2 separate regions of the Rattus norvegicus genome follow, and region 2 is linked to region 1. A link is a contact called in public Hi-C data. All regions are on one chromosome and are shown on one strand. Each heading gives the region's core, a stretch centred on a gene start, on an enhancer-like site or on the middle of the called end of the contact. The rest is flanking DNA. Distances are from core to core; before and after follow the strand shown.

Region 1 (6,006 bases), core at 2,640-5,139:
GGAAAGTTATGTGTGTTTTTACTTCATAACAGGGCCCCTTTTACTTCCTTTCTCTTAGTTTTCCTATGTCATCTACTTCCCTGACTGTACAAGGGACACCCACGCCATGATTCTCAGGAGCTCTTCCGGTATCACCATGATTTATCCTTGCATGAACATACATTTGTTTACTTGGTGCAATGCAAAAATATTGACTATGGCAGTCTAGAGGGCTGGGGTGGCTTTTAGCTCTTAATGGAAGCACTGTTTTTAGAGATGATGTTAGAACCGGACAGACCCTAGCTTGAATCCAAACCGTGTCTGTCAGTCCCTGTGTGAACTTAGGCAAGATACCTGTTTTCTCACATGTAAAACATGGCTCCCTGGTAGTGAGACCCACGATACTATGTGGCAGGCACACAGCCCTTGGTGTATGCTTGTCCCCATCTTCCTTTGTTGAAGTCTAAGAGAAGAGCAAAGCAGTTGGAAGAGCTGCTCCTGCCTCTCACCAGCTGCAGCATTCGGGAGAGCGGGCCCTGAGCCTGGGCAATGCAGGGAAGCGGGCACTTGCAGAGGGGGCCCAGGAGAGCTGGCCCGGCCACTCAACGCTCGTCTGCCACAAGGTGGCAGGGATGTGGGGGTGATGCCCTCTTCTACCTTGCCCCTCACCACCAGTGGTAGTCATTTGGGAGACATGGCCCCGAGGTCACGAGAGCAGAAGAGCTGTATCTGCCTCTCACCTGCTGCCTCACTTAGGAGAATGGGTCCTGTGCCTGGAGTAGGAAGCTAAGTGAGTGCAGGAGAACTGAACCTGCCCACTGCTGGCATTGGTGAGCTAGCCAGGGCTGTGCTGGAAAGTTTACCCTGGTGATGTGGGTCTGGGAAAGCTGGCAGGCTGTCCAACATGGCTACCACTGAGGCTCAGTCCTAGGGCTTTGAATTGGCCCACCCTAGCATCTACCCCATCTAAACTGCTGGATGGAGTGAAGGGGCCAGTCCTGCTGATCCAAGGCAGCAGAATCTTCACAGCCCAGGGCAACAATAGAATAACCAAGAGGGGTCCCGGTGGGCAAGGATCCAGTATTGATGATGGAGCAGAAGCCAGAGGTCTGGAACCAGGTCAGTGCTCTCTGCAGTGAACATTTGCAAGGGGTGTAGACAAAGGGCAGATTGTGTGACACACTGCATCTCCCTCAGTGTCTTGTTTTCTGTGTATTCTTTTGGTTTGATTTATTTGTTTTTATTTTTGTTTTTTAACGTTCTTTTGTGGAGGAGGTTGTGAGGGCAGAGGGAGGATAAAAAAGCCCAAGGGAAATGGGTGAGATGGGGTGCTGGTGTGAGGCTCGCACAGAATCAACAAAAGAAAATCATTTTATTTAAAGGGGCGGGATAGTGAGTACACCTCTCCCTCTCTCAGTGATCCTAACAAAATCCTCATCACCTTCTCTGATTGCCATGAGAGCATAACCACAAACTAATCTATTAATAAAAAAAACAAAAACAAAAACAAAACAAACAAACAAACAAAAACCAAAAAAAAAAAAAAAAAAAAAAAAAAAAAACGGTGCGGCTCCTTTCCCGAGACGGTGTCTCAGGTGCCAAACTGAAACCCAGGAGTTTATGGCTCTGGTGCTGGGAAATCAGAGGCTGCCAGAGTTGGGGGGTTTCTGGGCCAAATTGTCCTCTGGTCTTTAAGTGGGGGGATGAGGAGGTGTTAACATGTCCCCTTTGTCACAGCAGGTGTGTCCAGACCTGGAAGGACACAAAGTAACAAGCATTTCAGAGCATTTGGCATAAAGTAAAGATATCCGGAAAACATTTGATGCACGCACGCACGCACGCACGCACGCACGCACGCACGCGTGGTCCTTGGTCTGAGCTCTCTGGGTTCTGGAATGTTCTCTGCCTCTTGAACTGGGTGGTGGTTCTGTGGCTCCATTTACTTTGGGGAGGTCAGCAGTCCAGCTGTGCCTATGCAATGAGGTCCTTGTCTGCATGCATTTTTACCCTACAGGGAACACTTCCTTAATTAGAGAAAGGGAAGATGACATGGTCTAGCTAAGGCCGGTTAGTGAAACCACATTCCTTCCTCATATCTGGATCTTTTCTTTTCGCCCTGTAGTCTTGGGGACATTACCGCCTTCCCACTCCTGGGGGTTTGTTGCCATTCTGAGAACCGTTTTGAGAAGGTCGGTTTCTGTAATGACACAATGTATCGGCAACTTCCCCAGCATCGGGGGTTACGATTCGGGTTCTGAAGCGTGAGTTAGGAAGATCACTGTCGAACAATAATGTTTTATATCCTGAGTACTCAGGGAACTTTCTTTCCTTTTTGAAACAGGGTCTCATGAAGCCCAGGCTTTCCAGAACTTGCTACACAGCCAAGGACAGTCTTGAAAACTTCTCATCCTCCTGGATCCCCCTGCTTCTACCTCCCAGGAAAGCATTCTACCATTGAGCTATGTCACCAACACTTTCTAATTTTGAGACAGTGTCTCACTTAAGTGGCCATGAACATAATTATAATCCCAGCACGCAGGAGACCAAGGCAAGAGGATCCCAAGTTCAAAGGGAAGCCAGCCATATGATAAGACCCGATCTAAAATGCAAAAAGCGAAACCCAAGGAAAACCTAAGCCCCCATTTCTCTTTTCCTCACTCTTGCCAATGTACACATATTTCTCTTTTCACTCAAAGGTTTAAAAGAATCATGCGTATTCTTTTTTTCAGTAAACTATTCTTCTGCCCCTTTAAAACCATCTTTAGACCCTCCCCACCCCCAATTGGAAGAGTTCCTACTTTATACCTGACATTAATGTCTTAACTTTACATTTCCTGTTTTTTCTACATCCACTCTAACTTATTTTTATGTAGTAGATCTTATCAGATTTTCAATATTGCTGGATTTGGATCTTGAATTGGAATTAGAGAAAGTTCCCCATATTAAAACTATATATATTTTGTAATTCTCACACCTCCTTTGAGTGTCTATGTGATTTTATTTTTATGCTAAGATGCCTGCCTGTCTGCAGATATTCCAGGGTACGGTGTGAGGCACAGATCCAGTTTTAACCTTCCCTGAATGGCTGCCCAGTTGCCCCCAGGACAGTTATTAAAGGGTCAGCTTCTCTGGCGATACTTCAGAGGTCGTGTTTACTAATGATGAATTTCCATGTGGACTTAAGTCTACTTCTGGACATCCCATTTTATTTTAGTATCTCCTCATTTACGTGCTTTAATTATAAACTCTTTATAACATGACTTATTGTCTGACAGTCCCCTCTTCGCAGACCTTTGGGGGGGAGTGTATGTATGTATGTATGTATGTATGTATGTGTATATATGTGTATGTATGTATGTATGTGTATATATGTGTATGCATGTATATGTATATATGTGTATGTATGTGTATATATGTGTATGTATGTATGTGTATATATGTGTATGTATGTATGTATATATATGTGTATGTATGTATGTGTATATATGTGTATGTATGTGTAGGTATGTATGTGTATATATCTATGGTCTCACTGCAGATCCAGAACCAACTTCTCTGGGAAAAAAAAAAGGACACTTTCCTTAGGACCCCATTAAATAAAATACACAATAAATCTAGTACCGTCTTAGGGGAAATAAACTTTGATGGTGTCGAGTTGTCCCATCAAAAGCAAGGGGTGTCATTTGCTCAGTCTGGTTTATTTTATATCCTTTGAGGGGGTGTTTTAAAGTTTTCCTCGGAGAGATTTTCATGACTTCAGTGGTGGCCATCGAAACACTTGGCCTTCCAGCAGATCAAAGCAAACGTTTTATTACAGCAAGAAATGATACTGGCAGGGAGGGCGGGGCCAAGCAGATCACCAGGCTGCCAGCAGCTGCCACACTCAGTCCTGAGGGACGAGAGACCTGCGGCTGGGCAGACAACCTGCCAAGGCAGAAAGCAACACCTCTCCTGGGAGCAGACACTGCCCCACAGTTCTCGGGCCACTGGAGCCCTAGACATTCCAGCTGGGGCCCACTTGTGTCACCAAACTTGCCTACTACACACAGTTTTTAGCTCCTTTGTGCATGTCCATGTACGTGTGCTTGCCCGTGTCACTTGTATGTGTGTGTGGAGAGGTGTTTTATGTGTATGGAGGCCTCAGGCTGACATCTGTTACCTTCCCCCATCATTCCCCGCCTTGTGTTTTGGGCCTACAATCTTTCAATCAAATCCAGACGTCTATGTGGCTACATAGATCCCCTACATTGAGGAAGGAGGCCTTTCCACCTCAACTAACCCAACCTAGACCCCCAAACAGAACTCCACAGGCTCCTCTCCTAGGTGACTGGAGATTCCGACCAGCTGACAAGTGTTAATCCTGGCTGCCAGGAAGCAAACATGGCAAAGAAATTCAGGCTTACAGTTAGCTCGTTGCCTTGATTCCTGTGTAGTTATATCCACCTTTTAATGTTCAAGCCATGTCAGGATATTCACAAGCGTCTTTGGGTAAAAAAAAAGCAGCGTGTTTGTGAGGCATGGGGACATGTGATCCCAGCACTTAGGAGGCAGGATCGGGAGTTCAGGGTCAGCATAGAATTCATAAGACCCATCTCTAATTTTCTGAAAAAATGCTTAATCAATGAGAACGTCACCTCCAACACATTCGTCACCACTATCAGCACCACCACCATCACCACCATCACCATCACCACCATCACCATCACCATCACCACCACCACCACAATCACCACCATCACCACCATCACCATCATCATCACCACCATCACCACTACCACCATCACCACCACCACTACCACCATTATCATCATGGCAAACACTGCTGTTTTAGTCCTTTTTGCCTGGGGAATAACAAACAAGTTCTGATGAAAGTGACAGTGTACTCATATAAATAAACAAATCTTTTTAAGTACTTTTTTTATAAGTACACTGTAGCTGTCTTCAGACGCACCAGAAGAGAGCATCAGATCTCATTTCAGATGGTTGTGAGTCCCCATGTGGTTGCTGGAATTTGAACTCAGGAACTTTGGAAGAGCAGTCAACGCTCTTAACCACTGAGGCATCTTTCCAGCCCAAAGAAATAAATCTTAAAAGAAAAAAAAAATCTGCTGCTCTTGCAGAGGGCCTGGGTCCAATCCCCAGGACTAATATGGTGGCTCACGACTGTCTATAATTCTAGTTCCAGACGGAGGGCATTGATCCTTATTCTGACTCCCACGAGCCCCAGATCCACTCGTGGTCACTATCACACATAAAACAAAACTTAAAAAATTCAAAACAAATCTTTCCCCCTTTAAACAACAACAACAACCAAAAAGTAAACTAGGGATGCAACTCAGTTGGTTGTCCAACACAGGAAGGCCCCTGTGTTTGATTTTTGCATCCTGCAAAGGAAGCCTGGTGGTACATATTTGTAGTTCCAGCATTTGGTGGGTGGAGGCAAAAAGATCAGACTTTCAAGGTCATGTTAGGTTATGCATTGAGTTTGAGGCCATCACTGAAGGCCTGACGGCCTATCTCAAACACAAATAACGTTTTAAAATGCCTTGGGTGATTCACATGTAATGGCTATCCTAGGTTTTACATCGGGCAAGCTAGTGCCGATTCATATAAACTTCACCTTCCAGACATTGTCTTCCTTGGTCTTAATTGGCAGCTGTTCTTGAGGCACGACAATGGTGGGCAAGCTTCCCACCCTGTTCCCACGGCACCCAGAGCTCTGAAGTTACCACCTGTCTTGTCACTGCCACTTGCTGGCTGTATCTCCCACGAGACCGTGAAGCCAAGTGTCTTTTCTTCCCTTGTGTTCCTGGAGAAGGCACAGCACGGTAGGTCCAAACAAATACTGGTTTGTACCAGACTCAGATGATAGTGACCACTGCTCTCCCAGCCCTCTTAATCACCAGACTTACCCAAGGAAAGAAAAGGTGGACCAGCATTAGTGTTAAAAAGCAAAGCCTGGTTGGGGATTTAGCTCAGTGGTAGAGCGCTTGCCTAGGAAGCGCAAGGCCCTGGGTTTGGTCGCCA
Region 2 (6,625 bases), core at 739-3,238, 74 kb before region 1:
TCGCTTACGGTCCAGGCTGACAGGAGGCACCTGCGGTATGTTTAGTCTGTCCTCACTGGCTTCCAGGGAAAGAACCTTTTGAATCCTGGCTGGGCAGTTGAGGAAAATTAAATCCAACTGGGAACTCTGTATTGAAGAAAGGTCGTAAGAAATGCTTCTTGGTTGTGGTTGTGAGAAGGAGCCTTTCTGGGGTACATTTGGAAGTAGTAAGAAGGAAACACAAATCTCATTTCACCAGGTCACAGCCCAAAATGACTCAGGTCTCCACCCACGGTAGGTTCTGTCGAGAGAGGGCATTTTCTGCACTGGTGAGAAATCACTTCCCACCAAACCTAGTAACCTGACTTCAGTCCCTGGAACCCTCAGGGTAAAATGAGAGATCCCACTCTTCAAAGTTCTTCTTCAACTTCTATACACATGCTATTGCATGCTCGCAGGCATGCGTGTGCGTGAGCACACGAGTGTGCTCACATGCACACACACAAACACATACATATATACATATATATAATACACACATATATACACACACATGCACACACACATATATACATACACACACATATACACACACATGCACACACACATATATATGCACACATACATACACACACTTGCACACACATACATACACACACATACACACACATACACAGACATATATACACATATATACATACACACATATATACACACACATGCACACACATACACACACTTGCACACACATACATATACACATACACACACAGACATATATACACATATATACATACACACATATATACACACACATGCACACACACATATATACACACACATATATACACATATATACATACACACATATATACACACACACGCACACACATACACACACACACTTGCACACACATACATACACACACACACACACAATATAACAGGGTCTTTGCAACAGGTGTAAAAACATTCATTCCCAGAGTAGGCTGCCCACCAGCAGGAACAAATCCAAATTATTTCTTGCTTTGGTTCCTGATACCTTGGTGCCCTTAGGCACACACCCCGCACCCCCATATCATTCACTGTCTGTGAAGAAAAGTGTCCAGGTATGAGAACCAAAGGTAGACAGTCTCTGAGCCCCTTAGACCTTGTGGAGCCTACAAACCAAGCCTGGAGCATGTGCCTCCAGCCGTCCCATTAAGTAAATGTCAAATGTCCCTCTAATCCACAGACTGCCGAGTTTTCTGTTGGCAGCTAAACAGGTCTTAATCTTAATCCATACAGCTTTCCCATAGTGAATCGCCTGACGATCATTTTATAGTTGCTAACGCCCACCTAACTTGCCCAAAGCAGAAACTTGCATGAAACCTTCTGTCCTGTCCTTATCTAGAGGGGAGACTTGGGGGTGGGGCTGGGGGAGTGTAAACCTAGACAAGTTTGTCAGCTAGAAGTCTGGTGTTGGTGACAAAGGGGAGAACTCCAGACAAGCACAGTCATGGGGCTAGGAGAAAAGGAACAAGATGGATGGAGGGGTCAGAAGGGACGAGGAATGGGAAACGGGTGTCTTTGAAATGTGCCTTTTGAAAGGAGAGGACCTTCCTGCTTTTCCGAATCCCACATTCTGCATGAGAAGCGTTATATCTCCATCATCACTGGGTTCACCCATGAGCCCCGCAGACACATGGCCCATGGTGAATGACCGATGGCTTCTTAGCACTGCCCGTGCGTGACTTGGCTGGGCAAGACATATTTTGCATTAGCTTAGGTCCTGACATTCTATCATGCTCCCTGTCAAGAGGCCAAGTCATTCTTGGAACCCTGCACATGGAGAGACATAGAACAGAACCCCAGCCGATGAGGCGGCTTCTCTGCAGGGCAGTGGTCTGGCTGGCTGCTCTGCAAACAGAGGTTTACCAAGGAAAGGTCAGCAGCCTTGGCCGGCATCAGTGGCGCTTTCGGAGGGGGCTGTGTTACGAGGCGTGGCGGTGTTATTTGTAACTGAGTTGCGTTTAGCAATCAGTGTCGCTGTGTCAGAAGCTAAAAGTGGGACAGAGCTAGGTGCCCAAGGCTCTCAATGGAGCATGGCAGAAGGCTGAGGGAATGGCCATCAACATGACATCTTCCTTTCCCAGCTCCAAGCTGCCTTCGGTGACCCTTCCCCTGCCGTCCCCTGACAGGGCTGCTCTGTCAGGCTGAAAGGGGAGAACTCCAGTGACACCTTATGTGACACTGTCTGGGATGCCTGTGGCTGGACAGGCGTGTGTCAGTGCCTTCCTCGCAGGGTATCAGCTCTCTTGTAGGGATGCATACAGGGTCCTCGGGACATGCGGGCTTCCTATCGGGGCCCCTGTGGAGGGCCCTTGCTAGTAAGAGGCTAGGAATCCTTCTGACTGGCTGTTCTCCACTGGCCTCCCCTGCAGCCTCTTCTGGATCTCTCTCTTTTTTTTTTTTTTTTTTTTTTCGGAGCTGGGGCCCGAACCCAGGGCCTTGCACTTCCTAGGCAAGCGCTCTACCACTGAGCTAAATCCCCAACCCCTCTTCTGGATCTCTTAACCCCGGTTCATCACCCGTGTTACTGAGACCTGCTTCATGCTCAGAGCTGTGTGGAGCATCATGGGATGGATTCAAGAAATAAAGCAAGAGCGTCCCAGAGGCCACGTGAGCTCTAGTTTTTTAAAAAGTAGACCTTTGGGGCTGGAGATAGGGCTCAGTGGTTAAGAGCACTGACTACTCTTTGAGAGGACCCAGGTTAGATTCCCATCACCCTTCACAACAGTCTGTAACTCCAATGCCTGGGGATCTGAAGACCTCTTCTGGCTTCAGTAGACACCAGGTATGGACACACATGCAGAAACACCCTATATGCATTTTGTAAACAGAAAAATTGAAATTAAAAATAGAATTTTTGTTCTGAAATGTAAGTGAACATTGCAGTATAATAATAATAATAATAATAATAATAATAATAATAATAATAATAATAAGCACACGGCCGGTTCCCACGAGTTCCCACTCACTGCAGATCAGCACGCTCTAGCTGTTTCTCTGTCAGCCGCTTTCACACATTGTCCCCTTGGGGGGTTGTTACCATGGCTGACACACACCTCGAGTTCCGCAGGCTGTGCTAGCGTGGCCCCATGCCACACTAGCCCTAAGCATTCTATAGCCCAGCCCAGATTCCTGTCACAGACTCTGTTCACACTCCCATCCACCCAGTGAAATCATGAACCCAACTATCAGGTTTATATGTTAAATGTTCAATGTACAATACAGCCACACGATTAACTTACAACCAATTAATACGGATATAAACTGCCCACCTAGATAAGATATATTTTGTTCATCTGGACACACAAAATCTTGTACACATCTATCCCTTAAGAATAGTCATAACAACCTGTAAATGTGCAGAGAGAAATCTTAACGTCCACCCTCTCCTCTCCTCTCCTCTCCTCTCCTCTCCCCTCCTCTCCTCTCCTCTCCCCTCCCCTCCCCTACCCTCCCCTCCCCTCTCCTCTCCTCTCTTTTCTCCTGCCCATATTTCCTTCTCATCCAGTGACAGGCCTCATTTTATCCTGTACTTGCCTTCCTACATAATGACATCAACCTACAAGTGAATGCTTGAGTTGGGACGGACTGGTGGTGTGGACGGACTGATAGTGTGGGTGGGTCAATAGGAAGTCAAAGGTGGCATTAGCGAGAGAGGCAGGGGCTGGTGAGCAGAAGCTTAGGAGATGGGATATGAGCCAAGGTTTGAGGAAAGGCTCTGTGATGGTTGTGAGAACCCAGGTCAGCTCAGGAGCCAAGTCACAGGCAGTGCGTTGGCTCCAAGGGGTCAGAAGTGACTGACAGAGAAGGACTGTATGTACCACACTCTGGTTGTGTGCATGACAGCCTCACAGGCAGCACCCCAGCTCTCCTGTCTGTGAACAACCGGCATGTGCCTGCACTGCAGTCAGCATGCCATGAAAGCTGACGGATGGACGAGGACAAACCGCCTGACGCCCTCGTTCACACAAGAGCCCCAAACTAATACAGTTTTCAAATGCAGGGATTGCAAACTCAAGGGTCTGCGCAGTTCAGGCACAGTGACGGGGCTGGCTGGACATAAGCGGTAGCAAATGAGGAAGGGATCAATAAAAAAGGGGGAGACCTGCCTTTAAAGGACCGGCCTTGTCTGGCTGCAACCCACTGCTGCTGCCAAGGCATGCCTGCCTAGCACTGCCGTGGAGGTCTGGTCTCATGTAGCTCAGGGTGGCATCAAACTCAGTCAACGGTGACCTTGAACTCCTGATCCTCCTGCCTCTACCTCCCCCAAAGCCTGTGATTACCAATGTGTACAACCGCATAAGGTTTCTGCAGTGCTGGGAATCAAATCTAGGGCCCAGCACATGCTAGGTAGTCATTCTATCAACCCAGCCATATTCCCGGCCTCACGTCCAACAATCTGAATATTATGTGAAACCCCTTCCCCATTTTTTTTCTTTTTTTCGGAGCTGGGGACCGAACCTAGGGCCTTGTGCTCGCTAGGCAAGCGCTCTACCGCTGAGCTAAATCCCCAACCCCCCTTCCCCATTTTTAAATGTTGGTAGCTTTCTGTTTTAAAGATGTACTTTGTGGACCAAGTGAACCACATACTCTAAAGCTATACTCGGTCTGCTGGCGAGCTTTGGCTCTGAGGATAAGAAAATTTGGGTTCGAAAAGCCTATAAGCTAAAAAGACCCCAGCAAAATGAATTTATGGTTACGGAGGTGAGTGGAACCAGATGGTGCAGATGGAGGGGAAACAGAGAGCCTGCCTAGGGGCTAGGGAGGCCTCGCATCTGAGCCGAGCAGCATTTGCAGGGGTGAAGACGTTATGTGAACATTCCTCAAGATGGAAGCCTAAGAGGTGTGTGCTGTATGCAGTGTGAGTACGACTCAGTGCAAAGAGTAAGCAAGACAGGAAGAGATGGCCCAGCGGCCAAGGGCACTGGCCGCTCTTCCATTCCCAACACCCAATGGCAGCTCACAGCCATCCCTTACTCCATTTCCAGAGGACCCAGGGCTCTCCTCTGAGCACCAGGAGATGTACAGACATCCATGCAGAAAACATCTATATACATAAAATAATTTTAAAAGTAAACTAGAGAGCCCCACCCCTGGTGGCTGAGGAAACCACTTTAATAAAGCACTCCATTCCCTTCTGCCTTTCTGTTGGTAGCCTGCTGCCCCCGACTGCCCCACAGGACACTGTCTAGGCCAGCACTTTCTCCATGGAGCCTTTCCCAACTGCCACCCCAGCCCATGTGTGCCCTTGGTCCATCTAGATCCTCCCAGATCTCCTTTAAAGTGGCTTTGTGAGTGCCACTTTCTCTCTCAGTCACCCACAAGGTGACCTTCCCTGTATGTCTCCCCCAGACCTCTGACCTTGGGGACAAGATGTCATGTCTGCAGCCCAGACCTACACAAGGCAGTCATTCAGCTAATACCCGACTGGCTCCTTTTGCAATCAGGACACAGAAGGTTACCTTTACCATCCCCATCTCCCTAGAGGTGACTAAGCACAGAATTTAGAAACATGAGGTTGGCAGGGGCCAAAGGAGGAGGAGGAGCTGAAGTTTGGCTGGAAAGGCAGAGAGTATTTATCGTCAAAGAACTTTAATGAGGCCCATTCTCCTGCAGGGAGCTGCAGGACTTCCCACGGAGGTGAGCAGTAGGTATGAGTGTGCACTTGTGTGCACTCGTGTGCATGTGCATGTGTATGCATGATTCCTAAATTACTTCTCTGGCCCAAAATACTCCAAGCCAATGCTGCCTGTCTTAGTCAGGGTTTCTATTCCTGCACAAGCATCACGACCAAGAAGCAAGTTGGGGAGGAAAGGGTTTATTCAGCTTACACTTCCACATTGCTGTTCATCACCAAAGGAAGTCAGGACTGGAACTCAAGCAGGTCAGGAAGCAGGAGCTGATGCAGAAGCCGTGGAGGGATGTCCTAACTGGCTTGCTTCCCCTGGCTTGTTCAACTTGCTTTCTTATAGAACCCAAGACCACCAGCCTAGGGATGGCACCACCCACAATGGCCCTCCCACACTGATCACTAATTGAGATCCCTTACGGCTGGGTCTCATGAAGGGATTTCCACAACTGAGGCTCCTTTCTCTGAGATAACTCTAGTTTGTGTCAAGTTGACACACAAAACCAGCCAGTACAATGCCCAAACTTCAGCAGGCATCAGAATCCCCAAAAGGTTTGTTAAAACATGCCTGGGCCCATCTTACAGATTGGGTAAGTACGTCTGGCCTTAGAGTTTGCATTCCAACTTCCTACCCCATGCCATAGCTGCTGCTGTTCCCAGAACTTGCTGCCACTGGCATTGCCCACACACGAGCATGCTCTGGAAGCAAAGAGCATCATGGCACGCTAGCCTTCTTCTATTGGCACCCTTGACAAAACTCATTACACTGTGCTGTGCGCACAGCCACATGAACGATGCAGACAGACTTACGGCCAACAGTTGTACTCTCACCTTTGCTTACCAGAAAAGGAATTGCTACTTCTGAGTGCCCTTCACGGGATTTGCTGTTGAAGCAGAAAAATGACACCCACTTTTGGTCACTCCCCAACAGTCAAATGGTCTCAGGTTCAAACACATGACTCTGAG

Evidence for each region. A called contact is a pair of places that touch in the nucleus more often than the background predicts.
Region 2: a contact with region 1 is called in a Hi-C map of psoas muscle, with 1.7 times the contacts expected there. The contact joins two enhancer-like sites. A contact is called at or near these places in 2 of 12 Hi-C or Micro-C datasets (the Rat2 cell line and psoas muscle).

Annotation. Positions count from the first base shown.
Region 1 is chr1:262,674,169-262,680,174 of GRCr8, reverse strand. It overlaps a transcript of Rbm20 not described here. Among named protein-coding and RNA genes, the nearest start is that of Rbm20, 12 kb to the left of the region's middle. Within about 2 kb of position 3,889, at least 1 of the 93 cell types and tissues checked has an H3K27ac peak or open chromatin away from gene starts, as enhancers often do.
Region 2 is chr1:262,745,499-262,752,123 of GRCr8, reverse strand. The region is part of intron 1 of Rbm20 (RNA binding motif protein 20); the gene reads right to left. Among named protein-coding and RNA genes, the nearest start is that of Rbm20, 60 kb to the right of the region's middle. Within about 2 kb of position 1,988, at least 5 of the 93 cell types and tissues checked have an H3K27ac peak or open chromatin away from gene starts, as enhancers often do.